2 separate regions of the Mus musculus genome follow, and region 1 is linked to region 2. A link is a contact called in public promoter capture Hi-C data. All regions are on one chromosome and are shown on one strand. The core of a region is the stretch at or near the end of the contact, and the rest is flanking DNA. Distances in the headings are between cores, read along the strand shown.

Region 1 (4,532 bases), core at 1,571-4,070, 610 kb before region 2:
CCTCCAACAAGGACAGGGATGAGGGGAGCAAGGAAGCGCTGGGCAGAGCAAAAGCTCACTCTGCAAAGTGACCAGGTTGGGTGGGACTCTCCTTTCCCTGAGTCCCCTGGGTGGAGACCCCACTCCAACATGCTGATCCAAGGAAGGCTCGAACAACAAGCCTGTGCAAGGGACCTTCAGAACAGCATGTGACAAGAACTCAGAAGGTGTAGACCAAGAGCCAAGGGTCTTACAGGCTCTAGCCAGGTGTTCTCAGGCAGACACAATCTCCTCCCTCCATGACTTCAGTCTGGGAGATGAAACATTGTTTCCCATGGGCCTGGTGTAGACTCCCATCCCTGATAGAAAAGGATTGGTTGTTCCAGGGTGATCTTTCAGCCCACCTGTCTGCCCTGGGAATCAAGATTCCAGCTAGGGCAGAGCAGAACAAAGAGGCTGGCTGGTCCTTCAGCCCAGACTTTGAGGCCCGAAATCCCCCAGAAACAGGACTTCAGTGAAAACAGCCCTACTACACCTAAGTCGGGTTCTAAACTCCCCATTCCAGGGGAGGGTTCTCAGAGGCTGGCAAGCAGGGTCAGGGGTCTTGTGAAACCCATGCTTCTGTCCCAGGCTAAGTTATGTTCAAGTCCAGCTTATCTGGGAGGATTGAGTAAGGACTCAGTCTATGAAGCACTTTCCATTATACCACAGCCAAAGCAAATCAGAAGCAACTAGTGTAAGCAGGAACCTCCCAGGTCCCAGGGACCTCAGCCAATTCCCTAGACAATTTACAAAAGCAGGCACAGATGAGGAAGCTGAGAGGCAAGGGCTGGACACAGGTGGTGAAGGGGGTCCTACCTTTTCCACAAGGCCACATGTATCTGGGGCCACAGGATACATAGTGTCCCCTGCAATGTTGTGTGCATTCCTCCCTGCACCAGTCCACCTAGGCAAACTCACCTGGTTGGCATCATAGCAGAAGCCCCTCCGCAGCTGAAGTAGGGCCAGCCGCACCAGCACAGGGGCTGCCTGGGGCCTCTGGGAAAGAGCCACCAGCAGGGATTTGTGAGCATCATCCAGACGGCCCAAGCGGTACAGGGCATCAGCCGCCAAGAGGCAGGAAGTCTCGTCCTCTGCATCCATCCCAATTAACAGCGTGGCCAGCTGGTAAACACCATAGGCATCCCTATGAAGAGGGGGGCTCAGTGTGGGACAGGCCTTTTTCTACATCCCCTCCACTGAGGCCAGGCCTCAGGTGAACCTTGTTCCCATCCATGCCTATAGTCTGGGTAGCCCCTTTCCCACTGAGCTGCAGAGGGACCATCACATCACCTCTGTCCAGGTTCCTAACCTGTTCCTTCACTCTCTCCCCCTGCTCCCCCTACCATCCCGTGGGGCAGACACTACACAGAAGTAGGCACCAAATCTGCCTGAGGACCCCAGCAGACTCCACCTCGGTTTCCTTTTTTTGTAAACACAAGAATCCATGGTTTAGCTTTGCTGGGTTCATCACAAAGAAACATAATAGCAATTCACACCAGGGCAGAGGAAGCTCATGGGGAGGTGTGGGGTGTGGACTGACAGTGGTGGGGGAGGGCTAGGCAGCTGGAGGTGCACACACCAGGCAGCAGTGTGTTACGTGTGTCTGGGAGGGGAGGGGAGGCAGCAATTGAAATCAAAGACCCTTCCTTGGAGCTGCCCACTGAGCCAGAGCTACACCTGTCCCCCCTTTAAGACAAAGAGTTGTGGAGACAAGGTGTCACAAATGCATTTAGCAACAAAGAGAAACTTAAAACTCATTATCTACTGCAGGTGGGACGAGCTTCAGCTTCAGCAAAAACTCTGCATTTTGAGACATTATGCACAAAAAGAAACAACCAGAACTATATACGGCAGGGAACTAATGTTCAAGGATTTTGTTTTTTTCCATTTAAAAAGGAAAAAGTGTGTGTGGTAGTGGTGGGGAGAGGGCAGAGAGGCGCCTCAGTGGTTAAAAGCACTTTCCCAGAAGACTGGGGTTCGATTCCCAGCATCCACCTGGTGACCGCAATTGTAATTCCCAAGAGCTGACGCCCTCTTCTGGCTTTTGCTGGCACTGCACACACGTGATACACATACAGTCCAGCAAATAAAAAAATTAAAAAAATAAAACAAGAAAATTATTTTAAACATTGTGTGTGAGAGCATGTGTGAGTATGTACGTATATGAGGGCAAGTGCCCTTGAAGGCCAGAGGCATGGAATTCCTCTGAAGCTGGAGTTATAGGCTGAGGTGAGCTACCTAAGGCAGGCTGCTGGAAACTAGGCTATCAGCACTCACGCTTAACTGTTAAGCCATTTCTCCTGCTCCCTGCCCCTTTCGATTTTGACTTTCTGGTTTGTTTGCATTTTGTGTTTTTGAGACAAAGTCTCACTCTGTATGTAGCCCAGGTTGGCCTGCAATTCACTGTGGAGCTCAGGCTGTCCTCCTGTACCAATCTCCCAAGTGCTGGTATTGCAGGTGTGAGCCAACACCTCCAGCTTGTTCCTAACTTTAAGCGGAGAACGCCCGCAGGGCACTACTTTCTGAGACCGGGGATCCTGAGATCTCAGCCCTGGATCCAGATCCCGAACTTGGCATAGGGAAGCCATCTAGCGGATCCCAGCGCAAATATCAGACTTTCCTTGCTAGCTTCCCCACCTCCGGCGCGGCGCAGGTTCTCACCCCTCCTGCGCCTGCGCAGCCTTCCCCGCGTAGCTCGGCGAGCGCAGCAGCATCTTGCGGCCCTCCTCCCGCAGCACGGTCAGCAGCAGCCCTCGCTGGTTCCAGGGCACGTAGGCCTTGGCGATCAGCAGCGCCTCCTCTGGTCGCAGCCGGCAGGCGGTGACATAGTCCAGCGCGCCCAGGAAGGCGCTACCCGCCAGCACGCGTAGCAGCCCTCGGCCGCACAGCGCGCGCACGCAGCCTCCCGCGTGTGGCGCCGCGCGCTCCACCACGGCCTGGAAGTCCTCGCGCGCGCGCCGCGCATCGCCCGCGTGCAGCGCGCAGAAGCCGCGCAGCGCTAGCAGCGGCGCGTGCTCTCCGGTGCGGTCCCCCGCGCGCTCCCCCGGACGCCTGGGACGGAGGAGGCGCTCACACTGCGCGCGAGCCCCCGCCACGTCCCCGGCCAGCAGCAGGCACTCGGCCAGGCGGATGCCCAGCGCTGGTCGCCGTCGGGCAGGTGCCACGCGAAGCAGGACGCGGAGCGCGCGCGTCACGGGAACCAAGAGCTCGCGGTCCGCATCCCGGCGCAGCTCGCGGCTTCGCACAGCCTCCAGGAAGCGGGCAAAGCCCAGGCCCGCGGCCTCCTGCGCCTGTGCCTGCAGGCGTTCGCGGTCCTCCGCGGACAGCAGGGCCTGGAACTGCTTCCGTGCGCCGGCGGGGCTCTCGCAGAAGGCCTCCTGTAGGTCCCGCAGCATGTCCCCAGCTGGTCCATCCTGGAAGAAGGTGGCGGCCGCTCGGGTGATCAGCAGGGCCGCCAGGTGCTCACCTAGGGACAGAAACAGGTGTGAGCCTGACTTCCTACAGCTCGCTATGTCAGCTCAGGGCATCTCCCCAAAGTCTGCTAGAATCCAGGGCTCCAGAGAACCACAAGGATGACTCCGAGCCCATGGGCACCCAGAGAGTGATGCTACAGGACTTGTGCCAGCACCACAGCCAGCAGCTCCCGGTGCCACCCAGCATTGCTCCCTCAGAGTGACTCTTGTAGGCATCACCTCTCAGCTCAAATGGAAGTTTATTTCTATTCCTTTCTGCCCTGACTTTTAGTGATGGGCTTTAGTTTCCTTTTCAGGGATGTAGCCCCACCCAGCCCATTCTGTGAAGCTGGGGTTCCGACTCTGACTTTTAAGGGTCACCATTCCTGGACGTTTTTGCTGTTTTGCCTTCTTGGAACTCAGCACTTGTCTGTAGGAAACAGAGACAGTTAGAGGGTCCAGAAAGGAGGCGCTTCAGTTATCTGAAGTCCTTACCCGAAGAGTGGGTGGACTAGGTGTCTGCCCCCTCCACATTGTTAAGTGGAGAGTTACAGTTATGGACACTCCCCAGGGTCTGAGGATGGGTGTGGGGAGCACACTGCCACATCCCCGAGGCCAGCGCATCAACAAGTAACCGGTTTGCACAGACTGGTTGAGAAACCCACCACCACCAGTGTTCCCTGCCCAGTCCTGGTGGCAGAAGCCAAGGGTGGACACAAAACGTGAACCAAAGGTCTGCCCCGGAAGCAGCAGAGGCCCCCAGCAACTGCTGACGTCACACCCATGTCTCTGTTCAAGAATACAGCCACACAATACATTTCTTAATGTCCCCGCAAGCCAGTAAGGCTGTAGCCATTTTTCTTCAGTTTTGCATATCACAGAATCTCTATTTTATTTTAAATTTTGCTGGCTCTTCTCCAACCTCTACAACGCTGACTTTTTTCATTATTATTTTACTTCTCAGCTAATTTCCATTTTGGGGTGGTGGTGGTGCTGGATAGCAAACCCCGCTCTGTGCACATGTTAGGCAAACACTTAGCCACTGAGTTATATATCCCA
Region 2 (4,398 bases), core at 708-3,207:
GCAGGAAGGCGGCCTTCCAGCAAGGGGGTGGCCAGCCCAGGTCAGCTCTGACTGTGAGCCTGGCCTGCTCCCCCCAGATCTCTTGCTTTGAGAAACAGTGTTGATCCCAGCACTTGGGAGGCAGAGGCAGGCGGATTTCTGAGTTCGAGGCCAGCCTGGTCTACAGAGTGGGTTCCAGGACAGCCAGGGCTACACAGAGAAACCCTGTCTCAAAAACAAAACAAAACAAAACAAGACAAAACAAAACAAACAAAACAAAACGAGAAACAGTGTTGAAACAGAAGCCCCAAACCATGTGATCCCCAGTCCTCTGACCCAAGGATCCCATGTGATCAGCCAAGCCTATGACTGCCCCCCAAAGCCTGTACCCCTCTCAACCTCGTAACTCCCTCAGCCCTGTCAAACTCTCCCCCTTTGCATCCCCAGGGCTCCAGCTCTGTGATTCCCTCCATCCTGTAACCTTCGCACTCCTGTGACCCCGTGAACTACTAACAACCCCAGCTCTGTAACCTATTCAGCCCTGTGCCCCCTAATTTTGTGATCTCCCAGTCCTGAGACCCCATGCCATTCCACCCACATGGCTGGCCTCGGCCCCCTCATATTAACACTCCCTCCCTCCTGTGCTGGGGAGTCTCAGCACCTGCTCTGTCCCACTTCCACATGATGTGGGGGAGGGGACTCTGGTCCTGACCCACACACTCCTTTAGCAAAGTCTTTCTCCTAGGCAGGCATTCTAAAGTCCCAGAGCCTGGCTGGCTCCTCCACCCACACCCCAGACAGACACCTAGAGAGCCAGAATGCTGTCTGCATCCTGAACTTCCTGTTCGGAGGACCCAAAACCTGGTAGCACTCACCATGCCTGCAGCTCAGGCCCACAGCAGCCCTCACCTCCCTCCTACCACCAGGTATCCATCCTCACATCAGCTTCTCCCCTGAATCCTGGACCCCCTCGTTCTCCCAGCTGCACAAACAATACTTACGGACACAGCGCCTGCCATCCTCCTGCAGCTGGTACTGGGGCCGGCACTGGCAGCGGTGCTGTGTCACGGTGAGCTGTACACACTGATGCTGGCAGCCACCATTTCCCAGAGTGCAGGAGCTGATGGCTGGGGACATGAAGAGCTTAGATCAGGCCAAGAGCACAGATCATCCCCACACTGGCAGGATCAATGACGATGGATTCCCACATGAACCCTCACCAGCCTCCCCTTCTTCTCAGTTCCCAGCAAGCCTAATTCCCCAATCACCTACAGGGTCCACAGTACAATAGATCTCTCTCTCCCTCCCTCCCTCCCCCCTCCCCCAATCCTGTAAACCCAGCCCACTTAGAGGCTGGAAACAAGACAGATCATCCTAACTTGATGGAAGCCTAGCATTTCCCCAGCACAAAACACGAAACCCCAGAAGCAGCAGCTGGCTCACTCCCTGACAGCAGGCTAGGAGGCATAGCAAGATCAACCCTTGGTCCTCAGGCCAGGACAAAAGGAAGGGCAGCTGTGGAGCGTCTACAAATGGGCGCCACTTCACCTCACAGGCCAGGCAGGCCACACCTCACACCCAACCAAAGCATCCAGACTTCCCAGCATCCATAGGTCCTCAGTGAGACCATGTCCCAGAGGGCAGCACCCTGACCCTCCTGACTGGACTTCTGCTGCAGGGCGTGGTTAGAGGGGTGGGCTGGGCTGGTAGGCGCCTGTGTGCTCTCTGGGTGATATCCTTCATAACCTCGGCTGGCCTGTGGAGAAGGGGAAGATGCTCTGCCCGGCAAGGCGTGGAGGACGGACATAGAGTTTCCACCAGCCGTGGCAGCCAGCTCCTGGTATGGATTTGGTTACAACGGAGCCTCTGGCAATGGCCTTGTGGTTAGAGGAAGTTAGCCCTAAGCTCTGGAGGGGAAGCCACAAGAATGCAGCCATGGCCTGGGAGGTGAGGCTGTCTGCCTGCCTGCGGGCCTGTGCCCAGAGCTGTGTCAGCAAACCTGAGACTCATCACTAAAGCACTTTGGGTGGCAATGCTCAGCCCTAGATGCCGCCTAGAATGTGGGAACTCTGTCAGCTTTAAGCAGTTCGGTCCTTGGCCTAGCTTGGAAATATGGTTAATGACTGCCTAAGGAATTGGGGTCTGGCACTGCTGGGGTCAGCACTGCAAGGCCCAGGTGCTGGCAGCTGCGTGGGCCTCGTGAGATGCCTCGGGGATCTGAGAAGGCCGGCCTTCCTTCAAAGCAAGCCTGCTTAAAGGCCACATTGCTTGTACAACAGCTCTCTCCTCGCTCACGTGACACACAGCCGGAGGAACACATGGAGGCCCCCTTCTCTGGGGCGAAGCCAGCCACGGGGAGGCAGAGACTGATCTCCTGGCCACGTGGGGTCCCGATATAAGGGAGAAGCCACAGCGATCTCCCACAGAACTGAGGTAAGCTTGCTAACCTGTGCTCTTCCCCATCTCTGCTCTGACCCCCTACACTGGACATAAGCCACGCTGAGCCCAGGCCTGGCTGACCTCACCTGAGCCAGCTGTTCGGCCACCAGCCCTCCCTCCTGAGGCGTCCCGGCGCCCATGCACGTGGCCTCAGCTGGCCCCACATTCCTGGGGGCTCTGTTTACTCATGCTCACCACACCAACTGCGTCCCTACTCGGGACACGTAATACGAACCAGAAGCCCATTCTGGCAGGGCCGGGCAGGCACAGGGGCATGACGTCTCAGCGTCTCAGCAGGAAGCACCATCCACCAGGAGGGAAAGGTACTTCATCTCCAAAGCAGCGGAATGAGTCCACCACGGCTGGCACTAAAGACTTGGGATGCCAGTGCAGCTTCACACCCTCAGAACCACCCCAGCCCTTCACTCCACAGGACTGCATCCGCCCAGATGCTCCCAAGCTGTGCACACCAGGGAGCCAGGCCAGCATCACCCAGCACATCCTTTGTGGATTCCGGGAAAGCTGAGCCAGGCAGATTTTTGTCCTCTCTGCGCTGGGCTTCACAGCTCCAGGAATGGCCAGGGTCTGTGTCTCCAGGCTCCTCAAGTTACTGAGGCACAGCTGTAAGACACACACTCGGGGCTTCTGCCAAGACCAGGGCCAGAGGCTCACATCTGGTTGTGGTGCTAGAAATCAGACCCAAGGTCAGACATGAGCAAAGCCGAGAGACCTTTGGAGCAGAAGCCAGGGGCTGAGAGACCTTTGGAGAGGTCAGTGGCTGAGTGACCTTTGGAGCGAAGTCAGGGACTGGCCTCCCTGCAGTAAGTATATATAGATGCATACTCATAAGGCAAATGCCTCAGCCAGGGTCGGTGAGACACCTAAAAGCACAGTACTGGAGATATATAGGCAGGAGGGTTGAGAACTCCAGGCAACAGGGCCGGATGGGTCTGTCTCCACAATATGCCCCGATTCCCCTTTCAGCCCACAGAAGTCTGTGGTCTGTATACAAGCCTGCAGGACCCAATATTCCGCCTCGGCCCACTTCCCGATCAGACACAAATGACTACAGTTGGGTGACATTCTTTATTAGAGTCTTAATGTCTGTGTGTTCCTGCTCCACCTCTGCCTTCCACCCTAATCGCCCCCGCCCTGCCCCGCCCAACTCAGGCCCCGCCCCGCCCCATCCCACCCTTTCCCCTCCACAACCCCGCCCCCGCTCCGCCCCGTCATGTCATAGGCTGAAGCCCTCTGATATGACATTGTTCAGAAGCTGGGTCTTATACCTTAATTAAGGTTGGAAGTGGTCCCACAGATGGGGCTCTGACCGCGCCAGGGACCAGAAGGGCTGGCACCTTGCTCTTGGACTTGCAACTATGAGCGAAATAAAGCCCTGTGGCTTAAGCCCACGTGGTGTTTGGTCCCGGCAGCCTCCACTGACCAGTTGGAATTCCACCACAGCTGGGCTGCAACTCCACCCACAGCCAGCAGGAGTCGCACTACTCAGGACAGGGTGTGAAGTGCAGAGCTCGGAGGAAAGACCTGGTTTGGTGGAGAAAGAGCCTGGATCTCATAGAAAATACATTTCCTATAGGACAGGGGGCTGCTTGCGCCAACCTGGTTAACACTCTTGGATGTATGGTGCCCCAACAAAGGACGCTTGTCCAGTCTCAGGAGGCAGTACCTGTACTCCAGGCTCAACCTTGGGTCTTGAGCCAAAGCCTCAGAGAGCCTTTCATCAGGAACACCCGAGGGTCATTTAGTTGGCTGCACATGAAGAGCCAGGTCTGCCTCCAGCCAGCCAAGCCAAGCCAAGCCAAGCCAAGTTCATCAGCTTCTTTATTGCATCCTCCAGATCATCCTGGAGGGTTGGGGCTGGCTCAACTGATGTGGCCATAAGGTGCTGAGAGCTCCCTCTATGCTCCATCAGTGGCCAGAGCAGCCTGTCCTTCCAGGGAGCCCTGGGCAATTTTCTACTGC

The links. Promoter capture Hi-C pulls out the DNA fragments that hold promoters and counts their contacts.
Region 1: a contact with region 2 is called in a promoter capture Hi-C map of cranial neural crest. The contact joins two enhancer-like sites. A contact is called at or near these places in 2 of 39 promoter capture datasets (cranial neural crest and hippocampal neurons), 1 of 115 datasets of contacts at active chromatin or transcription factors (forebrain) and 1 of 9 other capture datasets (embryonic stem cells).

What each region holds. Positions count from the first base shown.
Region 1 is chr4:154,854,594-154,859,125 of GRCm38.p6, reverse strand. Ttc34 (tetratricopeptide repeat domain 34) reads right to left here. Exons shown (of 9, transcript NM_172878.4): 3 at 2,683-3,487; 4 at 940-1,165. Among named protein-coding and RNA genes, the nearest start is that of Mmel1, 13 kb to the left of the region's middle. Within about 2 kb of position 2,820, at least 95 of the 459 cell types and tissues checked have an H3K27ac peak or open chromatin away from gene starts, as enhancers often do.
Region 2 is chr4:154,246,135-154,250,532 of GRCm38.p6, reverse strand. Megf6 (multiple EGF-like-domains 6) reads right to left here. Exons shown (of 37, transcript NM_001162977.1): 6 at 981-1,106. Among named protein-coding and RNA genes, the nearest start is that of Gm52687, 51 kb to the left of the region's middle. Within about 2 kb of position 1,957, at least 41 of the 459 cell types and tissues checked have an H3K27ac peak or open chromatin away from gene starts, as enhancers often do.